Linked DNA regions of Sus scrofa: region 1 is linked to region 2. Evidence: chromatin contacts called from public Hi-C data. All regions are on one chromosome and are shown on one strand. Each heading gives the region's core, a stretch centred on a gene start, on an enhancer-like site or on the middle of the called end of the contact. The rest is flanking DNA. Distances are from core to core; before and after follow the strand shown.

The links. Hi-C and Micro-C count contacts between places; a contact is called where the count stands out from the background.
Region 1: a Hi-C map of mesenteric adipose tissue shows a contact between it and region 2, with 1.7 times the contacts expected there. The contact joins the enhancer-like site here to the promoter of TTF2 in region 2. A contact is called at or near these places in 16 of 47 Hi-C or Micro-C datasets (alveolar macrophages, blood, brain and 10 more) and 2 of 2 datasets of contacts at active chromatin or transcription factors (alveolar macrophages and skeletal muscle).

The regions. Positions count from the first base shown.
Region 1 is chr4:103,884,577-103,891,364 of Sscrofa11.1, forward strand. No RefSeq gene overlaps it. Among named protein-coding and RNA genes, the nearest start is that of PTGFRN, 53 kb to the left of the region's middle. Within about 2 kb of position 5,330, at least 21 of the 83 cell types and tissues checked have an H3K27ac peak or open chromatin away from gene starts, as enhancers often do. A contact at or near this core is called in embryonic fibroblasts, fetal skeletal muscle, mesenteric adipose tissue and 1 more, where this site is marked.
Region 2 is chr4:103,672,916-103,680,240 of Sscrofa11.1, forward strand. It overlaps TTF2 (transcription termination factor 2), which reads right to left and starts at 3,563. Exons shown (of 23, transcript XM_001929357.7): 1 at 3,470-3,563; 2 at 3,288-3,390; 3 at 1,282-1,368. The coding sequence starts at 3,497.

The DNA of each region.
Region 1 (6,788 bases), core at 4,080-6,579, 210 kb after region 2:
TGGTACTACTTTTTTTTTTTTTTTGTAGTTACTCGGTGGATTTTATTACATTTATAGTTGCACCATGAGCTTCACAACCCAATTTTATAGAATTTCCATCCCAAACCCTCAGTGCATCCCCCCCAGCCCCCCAACCTGTCTCATTTGGAAACCATAAGTTTCTGCAAAGAAGTTCATTGTGTCATTTATTTATTTATTTATTTATTTATTTTTGTCTTTTTTTGTCTTTTTTTTTGTTGTTGTTGTTGTTGCTATTTCTTGGGCCGCTCCCGCGGCATATGGAAGTTCCCAGGCTAGGGGTCTAATCGGAGCTGTAGCCACCGGCCTACGCCAGAGCCACAGCAACGCGGGATCCGAGCCGCCTCTGCAACCTACACCACAGCTCACGGCAACGCCGGATCGTTAACCCACTGAGCAACGGCAGGGACCGAACCCGCAACCTCATGGTTCCTAGTCGGATTCGTTAACCATTGCGCCACGACGGGAACTCCCTGTGTCATTTTTTTAGATTCCATATGTAAGTGATAGCATTTGATGTTTGTTTTTTTTTTATTATTATTTTATTTTATTTTTTTGTCTTTTTGCTATTTCTTTGGGCCGCTCCTGCGGCATATGGATGTTCCCAGGCTAGGGGTGGAATCAGAGCTGTAGCCACCGGCCTACACCAGAGCCACAGCTACACGGGATCCGCGCCGCATCTGCAGCCTATACCACAGCTCACGGCAACGCCGGATCGTTAACCCACCGAGCAAGGGCAGGGACGGCACCCGCAACCTCATGGTTCCTAGTCGGATTCGTTAACCACTGCGCCTCGACGGGAACTCCTGCATTTGATGTTGATGTCTCACTGTCTAACTGACTTCACTAACATGATCATTTCTAGGTCCATCCATGTTGCTGCAAATGCTATTTTTTTCCTTTGAATGGCTGAGTAATATTCCATTGCGTATATGTACCACATCTTCTTGATCCACTCCTCTGTTGATGGACATTTAGGTTGTTTCCATGTCTTGGCTATTGCAAATAGTGCTGCAATGAGCATCAGAGTACATGTGTCTTTTTGAGTCATGGTTTTCTCTGGATAGATACCCAGGAGTGGGATTGCTGGATCAAATGGTAATTCTATTTTTAGTTTTCTGCGGAGTCTCCATACTGTTTTCCACAGTGGTTGCACCAATTTGCAATCCCACCAACAGTGTACTAGGTTCCTTTTTCTCCACACCCTCTCCAGCACTTATTGTTTGTAGACTTTTTAATGATGGCCATTCTGGCCAGTGTAAAGTGGTGCCTCACAGTGGTTTTGATTTGCATTTCTCTGACAATTAGTGATACTGAATATATTTTCATGTATTTTTTGGCCATCTGTATGTCTCCTTTGGAGAATTGTCTGTTTAGGTCTTCTGCCCATTTTTTGATGGGGTTGTTCGTTTTTTTGGTATTGAGCTGCAGGAGGTGTTTATAAATCTGGAGATTAATCCCTTGTCGGTGTGACTAGTACTTAACACACAGAAAACGTTAATTCCATACACATTTTTCAAGTACCTCCTGTGTCCCACACACTGAACACATGAAGATGAATAAGAAACAGCCCTTGTTCTCAGCTTCATCATGGACATAGGCAGGTAAGATAGCATTGGCAATGTAATATTGCAAGTACACAAAGGGGCCCAGGAAACTGATTGGAGGAATTCAGGGCTGGGGAAAGTGCCATTTGAGCTAAAACTTAAAGAATCAAAAGGGCTCACCAGTGGAGTAAATGCAAAGAAAATAATTCCAAGCAGAGAGAACAGTCTATGCAAAGGCACAGAGTCATGAAAAGTGAGCAATTGGGGTCAGAAGTGGGGGATGGTAGGTCAAGCCCTTGGAACCCACTGGGCCTTTAGATCTTATTATGCAGACCAAATGGACCTAATTAACCAGAATTTACTTTTGTGGGGAGAAGGTAGGGGGTCCTAAGATTTATTGAGGAATTAGCATGAGCTACATATTTTATGTAGATTACTTCACTTATTCCTTGTAAGAGCCTTATAAGATAAAGAGCATTATCATTGTTTATGGATTATTGTGCTTATTGGAAAAGCTACTGCTGGCAGCAGAGTGGGGGATAAACTAGAATGCACAGAGCCTGATGGCAGGGAGAATAGTTTAGGGAGTGTGTGAGAGTCTGGGTAAAGAATGGTGAGCCCCTGGAGTTCCCGTCGTGGCGCAGTGGTTACCGAATCCGACTAGGAACCATGAGGTTGCGGGTTCAGTCCCTGCCCCTTGCTCAGTGGGTTAATGATCCGGCATTGCCGTGAGCTGTGGTGTAGATTGCAGACATGGCTCGGATCCTGTGTTTCTGTGGCTCTGGCATAGGCCGGCGGCTACAGCTCCGATTGGACCCCTAGCCTGGGAACCTCCATATGCCGTGGGAGCGGCCCAAGAAATAGCTAAAAAGACAAAAAAAAAAAAAAAAAAAAAAGAATGGTAAGCTCCAAGCTAAGGGGCAGCAGAGGGAAGGAGAGAAAATTTCAGATGTCTGAGCCATTTCTGTGGGACTTGGTGACTGATTAGCTGAGACTGGGAGATGGGAAGTCTCCATTAACCCATGGAAGGGGTCACTGGAAAGGCAGGTTCACAGGGAACCATTGCACCTGAGGTTCCTGCAGATGTCCGGATAGAGAGTTGGGTTGAGGAATTGGGTATATAGATAGAGCTGGAGACCAGGGAATCTGGGGTTAATAGATGCAAATTATTGCCTTTGGCATGGAGAAGCAATGAGATCCTACTGTATAGCACTGGGAACTATGTCTAGTCACTTATGATGGAGCATGAGAATGTGAGAAAAAGGAATGTGTATGTGTGACTGGGTCACCTTGCTGCACAGTAGAAAATTGACAGGACACTGTAAACCAGCTAGAATGATTGTTTATTTAAATATTTTTAAACCATTTAAATAAAATTCAGATATTTAAAATGATTTGAAAAATCATTTTTAAAAAAATATCTGGAGACCAAGAGGCCTAGAATGGGAATATAGTTTGGGGATGCTCTCTCCATTAGATGGTAAATGAGGACATGGTAGGGTGAGCAATAAAAATAGCTTTTGACAGGGAACTATAGCCAGTCTCTTAGGATAGAACATGATGGAAGATAACTTGAGAAAAAGAATGTGTGTGTATATATATATACATACATATATGCATGACTGGGTCACTTTGCTGTATAGCAGAAATTGGCACAACATTGTAAATCAACTATACCATAATTTAAAAAAATAAAAATAGAATCATTTTATGGAAGGATTAAAAAAAAAAAAAAAGAGGGAGAGAGAGAGCTTGTGCACTAGAGAGGAATAGCCCAGCATTAAATCACGCCTTCATTATTTATGGGTGGCATGACCGTAAGTTAATCTGTGACCTCCGTTTTCTCATGTGTAAACTTGGGGATGCTCATGCTGACCTCACAGCGTTAACAAGCATTTAGAGTCCCTAGTAGCTTGTCTGGAACATAATAAGTGGTCAATAAAAGGTAACAACTCTTGGATGAGTAAATAAAATCACAGAGGGAGAGTGTGTACAATGAAAAGGAAGCAGGATGAGGCTGGAACCCTGGAGGACAGCAACACTCCAGAGATAGGTAAAGAAGTAGAAGCCAGCAAAGGGACAAGAAGGAGGTGCCAAGGAATCGAAAGACGGAAGGATCCTGGAAGCAAAGGAAAAAGATCCTTTCAAAAAGGAGATGGATGGAAGTTCCCCTGTGACATAGCAGGTTAAGGATCCAGCATAGCCACAGCTGAGGCACAAGTCACAACAGTGGCACAGGTTCAATCCCTGGCCAGGGAACTTCCATATACTGGGGGTACGGCCAAAAACAAAAACAAAAAGATAGATTTGCCGGTATCAATACCTAGATGACATCCACAGGAAAAAAAAATACAATAGCGGAGGTCCTGCTGTGGCAAAATGGGATTGGGATCAGCAGCATCTTGAGAATGCTGGGTCACAGGTTCAATCCCCGGCCCTGCACAGTGGGTTAAGGATCTGGCATTGCTGCGGTTGCAGCCTAGGTTGTGACTCGCAGCTCAGATCTGATCCCTAGCCCGGGAAACTCCATGTGGGGCAGACAAAAATGAAAAAAAAAAAAAAATGTAATGGCAAATAAATATATGAAGAGATTCTTAATCCCGCTACAGAAGTACAAATTAAAATGATAACAAGATTTTACTTTCTGCCATTAGATTGGGAAAGATGGTGAAGCTTAAGTAATACCCAGTGTTGGCCAATGTATGGGAAACAGATGCTCCCAGGCAAAATGGGAACGTACATTTATGTCACAGTTTTTTTTGCCAATTTATTTTTTTAATTTTTTAAACATTTTTAAAAGTTTTTTATTATAGTTGATTTATAATCTATCAATTTCTGCATGTCATATTTTAAAGAGCAGTTTGTCAAAACATATCTAAATTGTGCAGGCACATGCTCTTGACCTAGGCCTTGCACTTCTGAGAGTTTACAACAAACTCACAGGTATCCAAAGATTTATCTTCAGTGATATTAATTATCACATTGTTTAACACAGTAGGAGAAAACTAGAAGCAACCTAAATGTTCATCAAAAAGGCACTGGCTAGGAGTTCCTGTTGTGGTTCAGCAGAGAAGAATCTGACTAGTATCTATGAGGACACGGGTTCCATCCCTGGCCTCACTTGGTGGGTGAAAAATCCCCTGTTGCTATGAGCTGTGGTGTAGGTTGCAGACATGGCTCAGATCTGGTGTTGCTGTGGCTGTTGTATAGGCCAGTGGCTACAGCTCTGATTCAACCCCTAGCCTGGAAACATCCCTATGCCATAGGTGTCTCCCTAAAAAGACTCCCCCCCCAAAAAAAAGGCACTGGCTAAATAAAAAATATAGTGCATCCTTCAAACTCAACTAGGTGGTTGGGAGAAGCTCAGAAGTGGGATGGGTAGGCAGAAGCCCTGGAATAGGTATGGCCAGAGTTACTGAGACTCTGTGTGTGTGTGTGTGTGTGTGTGTGTGTGTGTGTTGGCAGGCAAGGCTAGGGAGGAGAGATAAGTTGAACATGGTTTTGTTTTCTTTAAGAGAGAGGTGCTGATCCCAGGCATTGTGACCTGCCTCCCCAACCCCATCAGTCTTTAATAATACTTTACGCATCAGAATGTATTTGGTATGATTGGGTTTCTTATAACTGTCCCTTGGCCAGGGGCTGAATTTTGTGACAAGCATGACATGGGACCAAAAGAGAATCAAGCCATACCCATGAGGTAGACAGCCAGCATTTGGGTTGTATACAATACTTGGGTATGGGTACAGATTCCGTGGAAGTGTATGCAAAAATCTGTTATCAGGGTGACCTCTGGGAAGTGAGACTGGGGATGAGTGGAAATGGATTTTACTCCTGAGTTTATGTCCTCCTAATTCACTGGCATTTTTACTTGAAAAACGATTAAAAATCACCACTCCAACAATATAGTTGGGGGCTAATAACAACTCCTAACCAGCTGAATCGAGTCTCAAGTTTTTCCCTGATTTTGATTTGATACTTGGATATCTTCAGATATCTACACAGTGACTTTTGCAGAGATGTACAGGTGAAAAGACAATGCCTGCAAAGTTTTGAATGTGACGCTTGCCTGGAATTACATAACTCATGCATTAGAGGAAAAGGAGTGTTTGCTGTTTTCTTGGCACCTCATAGTACTCAACGGATGTTTATGACTTTAGGAGTATTTAAAAGTATTTAAACCTTTGTCCAGAGTTAAGATATACACCTATACTCTCATTTAACTAAATTTTAAGGGAACCATTAGTCAGTTCATTGTGAACTGCTGCTATTATAGTAATCCTCTACTCTGTATTTGGCATAAATACTGCACTGTTCTCCTAACTGATGTCCTGTGTGATTCATTAAACCCAAACAAGGCATTAGAGGTCCAACACTCTACACCCACGCAATTCTTAGTAGTTACGTATATGCTATTTTCAGGACATTTGAGACTCACTTTTTACTGCAATTCTGAAAGGTTACCCTTTAATTCAGCTCCCGAGGAGGGAGGTGCCTTTCACAAACTTCAGAAGTCCCTGTTGGAATCCCAGGACTGAAATTTTCCATTTTGAAGGCAGCGTCATTGTTTGTAGTGCTGTTCCCCCAGGCAGGCTGGAAGCAGAACTGGAAATGATCACGGCTTGTCTGGCAGGAGAAGTCCCACACAGCTGTTCCAAGTGATGCAAACTTTCCTGGCTGCACGAGCAAGACCCTCTGTGAGCCGGGGTTCCCGGGCCGTGTCCGCCCATCTGGATGGTTCATCTCCATTTCCTCCACAGAGACTGCTCATGGCCATGACAGCCACCAGATTTTATTTTTAACTTTCTCTCCCACCAGTTTATGGTAACACTTTTCAAACATTCAGAAAAGTTAAAAAAAAAAAAAGTGTACCAAGATTCTTTTTTTTTTTTTTTTTTGTCTTTTATTATTGTTGTTGCTATTTCTTGGGCCGCTCCCGCAGCATATGGAGGTTCCCAGGCTAGGGGTCGAATCGGAGCTGTAGCCACCGGCCTACACCAGAGCCACAGCAACGCAGGATCCGGGCCGCCTCTGCAACCTACACCACAGCTCACGGCAACACTGGATCCTTAACCCACTGAACAAGGCCTGGGATCGAACTCGCAACCTCATGGTTCCTAGTGGGATTCGTTAACCACTGCGCCACGACGGGAACCCCCCCCAAGATTCTGATATTGACATTCTTCTCTGTTTTGTCACATGTCCAGGCCTCCTGTTTTTAGTACC
Region 2 (7,325 bases), core at 2,313-4,812:
GTATTTCTAACAACAGAAAGCAAATGGGCAATAATAAAAAATGAATTACTGATACGCACAAGCACATGGATGAATCTCTCAGATACTGTTACATAAAAGAAGCCACACACAAAAGAATACATACATACAGTATAAATCAAAACAGGGGTTGGCTAACATGGGTGGGAAGATTACCTAGAAGGGATACAATGCACCTAATGGGATAATGAAAATAAATATTCTATATTTTGATGGAGATCTTGGTTATAAGGATGGATCTTGGTTATTCTCAAAACTCAACTGGTAGGGAAAAGAATTTGAAAAAGAATACAAAATGCATATGTTCTTTTTCAAATCCTTTTCCTAACCAGTTCCGAGGGTATGTATGTGTGTCTGGCTTCTTTTATACATATGTATAATATGTATAACTGAATCACTTTGCTGTACAAAAACTAACGCAACATTGTAAATCAACTATATCCGATTAAAAAACCCCAAAAACTCAACCAGTTGAACTGTGCATCCTATTACATGCCTAACACAGTTAATTCAGTGGTATAGACAGTTTTCAGTTATGTGAAAAGTGTGAAGATAGTCCTTGAATGCCTATATTGGGGGTGGGATCGATCTAGAATATACAAACAACAAAGCACATAGAGTAGCATATAATAAGCATTACATCCAGGCCCTGCCTTCCTGGTCAGTGTTATCTTCTGAAGTCTTCACTTTAATATATGCTCAACCACCCCCGAACCAAATGCTTACAATTATCTCATGCCTCTGTACACTAATGCAGGACATCGATCTGTTAAATATGTCCCCTTTTGTGCCCCTAGTGAATTCCTACTTATTTTTCATTACTCATGACAAATATCGGCTGCCATCTATATAGACCTCCCTGCCCTTTCTCTGAGTTCTCATTAAAAGGAAGAGAAAAAAACATTTATTGAGTTAACATACATTAGACATTTTTATACATTACTTCATTCTACCAGCAGAATGAGAAAGTTAAATTAGTGCAACTTAATGACTGCTGGTGGGCTGATGTTATTGGCTACTTAAGGGCTGGAGAGGGAGGGAGGTGGAGCAGGTCATCCAGAAATTAGCTAAAGGTCAGGCTTCTCAGATCAACCAGCAGCTCAGGAGTTAGGGACTGACAGCCCGGAAGATACTCTATACATAGAGAAATACTGTTTGTTTTAAAGAAGAGTCAATCCTGAAACTCCTTGACTCCTCCAGGCCAAGGAAAACAAAAAACAAAAAAACCCCAAACACACTTAGATGTTCTTTTCGAACACTTACCTGTATTCTTTCTTGCCCTGTGGTAGAAACAGGCCCTGAAGCTCTACCACCATGCCTTCATGCAATAAACAGTGAGAAACAGGAATGCTAGGGGGAAAAAATTGAAATTGTATTTTAGGAGGCAAAGCATAGAGGCCAATATCCTAAAATTAAACCCAAAATATGGGCTTTAAACTTAAGGACCCATGTTTGACCTCCACTGGGTTTGCAGATCTCACACTTTTATGTACATTGCGCATTCCTGTGGGGAAAGAGCCAAGCTCTCATCTTTCACTCCCCCAAATAAAGCAGAACAGTAAATATATCTATATTTCTCTTGATGATCCAAAAGTGTGAAGCAATACTGTGCTACATAACCACTATACTGGGATACCTCCAGGCTGTGGATTTTCCCCAGATTCTTCCATCCTCTTTCCTCTGATAATCCATTAGCTGTCACTCAGCTTTGTCACACACCCACTCTGGTAAAACACTCTACTGATTTTCTTCATGCTTGTTGGTCTAAGTTTAATTCCTCCCTTCCAACTTCTTATTATGAAAGATAATTTATGTACAACATTTGAGAGTAAATAGTTTTAGGAGATGGTCTAAAATACTCTCACATGACCTGTGGCATTTTCTGTCTTTTTGCTTATATTCTGGTTACCAGACATATTCCAAGTAAGTCAAATTTATCAAGCAATCGTCTTTGAGTCAGTCAAATACCATTGTACTAGTTTGTACAGGAGTACATTCTTATAAGTAGTACTCTATAAAAAGGCATGTTTCTTTTCATTTAAAACAGAATCTTACACTTCCATTAATGTTTAGTTCTTATAAATCTGAATGTGCTTTTGTGTCTCATGAAACTTGAGCTAGGTACTGAACCTAAGAAGCCATGTATAGAAACTAGAAATAAATAGTAAACCCTGACATAATGACATGGTGTTGATAGCATCAGGGTTTTTTTTTTGTTTGGTCCCTTCTCTAAGATTTAACACTGATTTAAATAAAATCATTTTGTATTTAATTAAACTGGATCCTAGTAATTTCTGTCAAATGAAAAAACAACTTACAGAAGGCAAAGAAAATATTTTACTAAAAATTTATTTTCTACATCTGAAAAAGGATAAAAATCTCCCACTTAGTTTCAAAGCATAACAAAAATACAAATCATCTAAATCATGTGGGGGAAACATGAGAAGCTAATGTATGTGTTGAAAAAAACATTATTTTCCAATATTGATATCCATTATGTGCCTTACATGATATGTAGAAAAATACCTTTTCTCTACCAAGTTCAGTAGAAAGTAGGAAAAAAAATGGTTAAGATATAACAGTTTAAAATTTCGCATAGAGACTTCCAACATCTGGTACTGTGAAAACATTAACAACATTTTATGAGAACAGTATTAACTTTTCTCACTTCCAAAAAGAAGCTTAATATTTCTGGGTTTCACTTTCAGCTCTGTAAAAACCAGACTGCCGAATCAGATTTCTGATGTTTCTTTCAGCCTTAATCCCTAAAGTAACTTGTTTCCTTAGATTAACAATCTCACCACTTAAATGTAGAGAATCCTATTTTTAAAAGAGCCAGTCAATCCGACTACTATTAGTGCAAAGCTGGAGCCAGTTATTTTCTGCTACGCCTCTATGTCCTCACTTTAAATGGAGTAGGGGGTAATGTCTGATCAGAAGGGAGTGATCAAGGCTTGTCAGGCGAAAAAGAAACCGAGAACTGGAAAGGACCAGAAGGATCCAGATGTAGTCGATCCTCCATGTTATGAGGGAATTGGCTGCCCAGAGAGGCAAAGTAACCAGCCTTGGGTCACACTGCAATCAAGAGCGGGGCGTGTCCCTAACATGCCAAGTTGTCCTGAGATTACCAACTAATTAAAGGGCCATGGCTCCACAGACCAGGGGTCCCAGCTCTCCCAGTCCTAATGGCGCTGGCCAGAGGGGAGTCCGCGACCCCACCGGGGAGACGGCGCGCGGTCGCAGGGAATTGTGCCCAGCTCGAGACCTACTCAGTGGCCCTCAGAAAGTTGCATGTGTCCGCCGGGCACACGTAGAAGCTCTTTCCTTTATTCGGGCCATCGCGGACGCCGGTCTTCAGAAAGCATAAGGTGCCTGAGGAGAGAAGGTCGACAATAGTTAGGCCACGCTACAATGACAGATCCCGAAAGACCCTGGGACCCTGACCTCCTACCATGCTGCGGACACCTAACCACTTCCATCCTGCTCCTTCTTTCTCTTTCCCCAAGCTACCCCAACCCAACGCGTGCTTCCGCCTTTGACTCCGCCCTCCTCCTTCAGGAACCAATCGTCACCCACCTCCCCGAGTCTTAACCCCCATAATTCATCCCCGCGGCCTTAGTTACCCGCTGATGGCTATTATCAGCCAATCAAACGGTAGTTTGTTTCTCTCCAACCAATCACAGCCGTCCTCAGGTTTGCCTCGCGCCGAAATCGAACTGAGGCGAGGGGGAGGGTGGACTTGGTCTTTGGTTGATGGGGCGTGGCCGAAGCTGGAAAGAGTTTTGGAGGCTGGCGAAGCTTCCGGGCTTAGGGAAGCTTTGCTTTGCAGGTCCTGAAAGAGAAAAGAACAGGACTGTCAACGGGGAGACTCTAGCTTACATTTATTTAAGACCTAGAGGCGGCCCTAAAGGAAGCAGGCGTTAGAAACTGCAGAGAAGAGCTCTGCAAAGAAGACTCCCTTCTCCCGAAGGCCAAGAGCGCCTGGAATTTCATAGTCATCTGCGAGCTGGGTTGGTTGGTGGGCGCTCTGCCTTCTTGCTGGCTCTCTGGGGTGCGAGAGAGGGTCGGTGGGGGCATCCTTTAAAGCTACATGGTGAACTGACGGGACTATGGTAGAGCAAGCTTAAAGACTTTTCCAGGACCCCACAACCCAAAGTGCTTACCCATACACGTCTTGACCGTGGCTCAGAGGTTAATAAACCCGACTAGGATCCATGAAGATCTGGGTTCGATCTCGACAGCCTGGTGAGATGGGCATTTTACCGACCCGTAGACTCCTAGAACTTTGAGTAACTAACCCCAGGTCAGAGAATTAGTGAGTGGACCGTCTGCGGACAGGTGCCAGCGGACCACGCAGCTGCCTCCTGTGTGTACTGAATGTTCTCTAGGCGCTCAATAGGAGACCTGAGTTGGAAGTGTCACAGTGGAAACGACAGGGGAGAAATAGATGACCTTTGGTGAAAGGGAATTTAATTTGGTACATTTTTTATTATCAGACTTTTTCTACCAGTAGGCTTTTGTAATATTAAAAACCGAGGATAAGTTGAAAGAAAGGGGGCTATTTGAAATTGTAATCGGATCTCTTAGGCAGCAAAAAGAAACAGACATCAGACACTTATTGCAATAGAGATGGCTTCATCTTACAACTCTTTGGAACATATGTCCTGACATATGGTGTAGCATGTGCAGCTGTACTTACAGAGACAGTAGGACAGAAATTCTGCAAGTTCTAGGAAATCTGGGCTATATGATAGATGTAAATGTCATAGGGGATCCAGAGGAGGGAAGACAAACCTGAGGTGTCATTTTTTAATTAAACAAGTACTTATTAAATAGTTTTTTGTGTGTCCAGTGTGGGTGGACACTAGGTGCTTGAGAAATATAAAATTCATTTATTCATACACAAAGTTTAAGAAAACTATTCTAATCACAAAGAGCTTTCTCAGTATTTGGAGACTGAACTAGTACATACTGACACTTAAATAACAGTGTAAAATAGTATTATTTGTCTTTTTGCCTTTTTAGGGCTATGCCCACGGCATATGGAGGTTTCCAGGCTAGGGGTCAAATCAGAACTACAGCTGCTGGCCTACACCACAGTTCACCGCAACGTGGGATCCATAACCCACTGAGTGAGGCCAGGGATCGAACCTGCAATCTCATGTTTCCTAGTCAGATCCATTTCTGCTGCACCAGGAGGGGAACTCCTAAAATAGTATTTAAATGTCAAGATGAGTGGGGTCAGCAGTAAACTCCGTAGGACTAGATAAAGATATGTCTGGAAGCAAAGTGGAATTAGTTTATACATAACTATCTCCACTGTAACACTTATAAATGCAGAGATAAGAAAGGAACAAAAAACAGGCATTTTCATTATTCCAGATTATAATCCTTGCACGGAAGGAGTTCCCTTCGTGGCTCAGCGGTTAACAAACCCGACTAGGATCCATGAGGATCTGGGTTCAATCTGGGGCCTTGATCAGTGGGTTAAGGATCGTTGCCATGAGCTGTGGTGTAGGTCACAGACGAGGCTTAGATTCTGCGTTGCTCTGGTGGTGGCATAGACTGGCAGTTGTAGCTCTAATTCAAACCCTAACCTGGGAACCTCCATATGCCACAAGTACGGCCCTAAAAAAGCAAACACAAACAAACAAAAATCCTTGCACTGAAAGATTTTTATGAACGTATTTAATATATGCTGTATTAGGAGAAGTAGACCATGAATACTGTCATTCCAGGACAAGGGGCATGATAATTATTTCTTGAATAATAAATGTTTGAAACAAAAACAAAATAGGAGCCTCTTAAATATCCTGTTAAGGAAGAAGCTGTTCCTCTGCAAGTATTTTAATCCAGTACGTCAGGTCCAACTCCATGAAAGTATGCAGAGCCAAATCACAGAGAGGGGGAATATTTCTTCCATAAATTTGGGATTTGCTAGAACAAAATATTTAAGCTTTGGAAAGTTTATCCCATCTAATCATATTTATAAAAGTGAAAATACTCGGAGTTCCCATTGTGGCTTGGAAACCCTTTAATAACCCAACATAGCGTCTGTAACAATGCAGGTTTGATCCCTGGCCCCACTCGGTGGGTTATGGATCCCATGTTGCAGCAAGCAGATGTGGCTGAGATCTGGTGCTGCTGTGGCTCTGGTAGAGGCCTCAGCTGACCCTGCGATTCAACCCCTAGCCTGAGAACTTCCATATGCCAGAGGTGTAGCCATTAAAAAAAAAAAAAAAAAAAAAAAAGTAAAATACGAATAGGTTTTTTTTTTTAAGGTGGCCATAACATCAGCATAAATTACAGTGAATTATACAATATACCCTTTTTTCAAAATACATACAGTAGGAATGTGGCACAGCAAGTTAAGGATCCCGAGTTGCCACAGTTGTGGCACAGATTGCAACTTTGACAGCAGGTTCGATCCCTGGCCCAGGAAATTCTACATGCAGCGGGCATGCCCCCCTCCAAGAAAAACAAACAAACAAACAAACAAACAAAACAAAATACATACATGAGTGTGTGTATTTTAACTTTTTTTTGAGGGGGTGGGCTATGCCCACAACAGGCAGAAGTTCCCGGGCCAGGGATCAAACCCAAGCCACAAGCAGTAACAATGTGGAATCCTTAACTGATAAGTCACCAGAAAACTCTTTATATTGACTTATGACCTTAATTCATCTGTAGACTCTTGGCGAGCCCTTTGGTGAATGTGCCTTGTGGACCTCTGAGTAAAGTTGAGAGTTTGAGTTTGTTTTTCTTTAAAACTTGAATAAGTCAAAATGAATGCCTAGGCTAGGTCCTAGAGCTATACAGTCTAAATCCACAGGTAATGAGCCAATAAATTCTTTCTCCATGGGCTGGTCAAACGTAGAGCATGTGATGGAATTGTTCTAAAACTGGATGTGGTAATGGCCACAACAGGCATACACTTAGTCTCAGGGAACCGCACCCTTTAAATAGGTGAATTCTCTACTAAGTTATCCTTCAATAAAGTTGTTGAACACAAAGCTGCAATGTATAAGCAACGCCAAAACATCTGCATGGAAAATAAAATCTAAGATTAATCACCTGGATGTTTTGACATCTTAAGAAAATTAAAAGAAAATTAAAAGCTCAATCAAGGAAACTCTTTAGTTTTACATGATATTAATCAGACTGGTTCTCTGACCTGTGGAATAAAATCTGAAGTGTAAAGACTCACTTTAATTCTTTGTTTTGTTTTTCTTTGGGTCACACCTACGGCATATGAAAGATCCCAGGCTAGGGGTTGAATTGAAGCTGCAGTTTCCAGCCTATGTCAC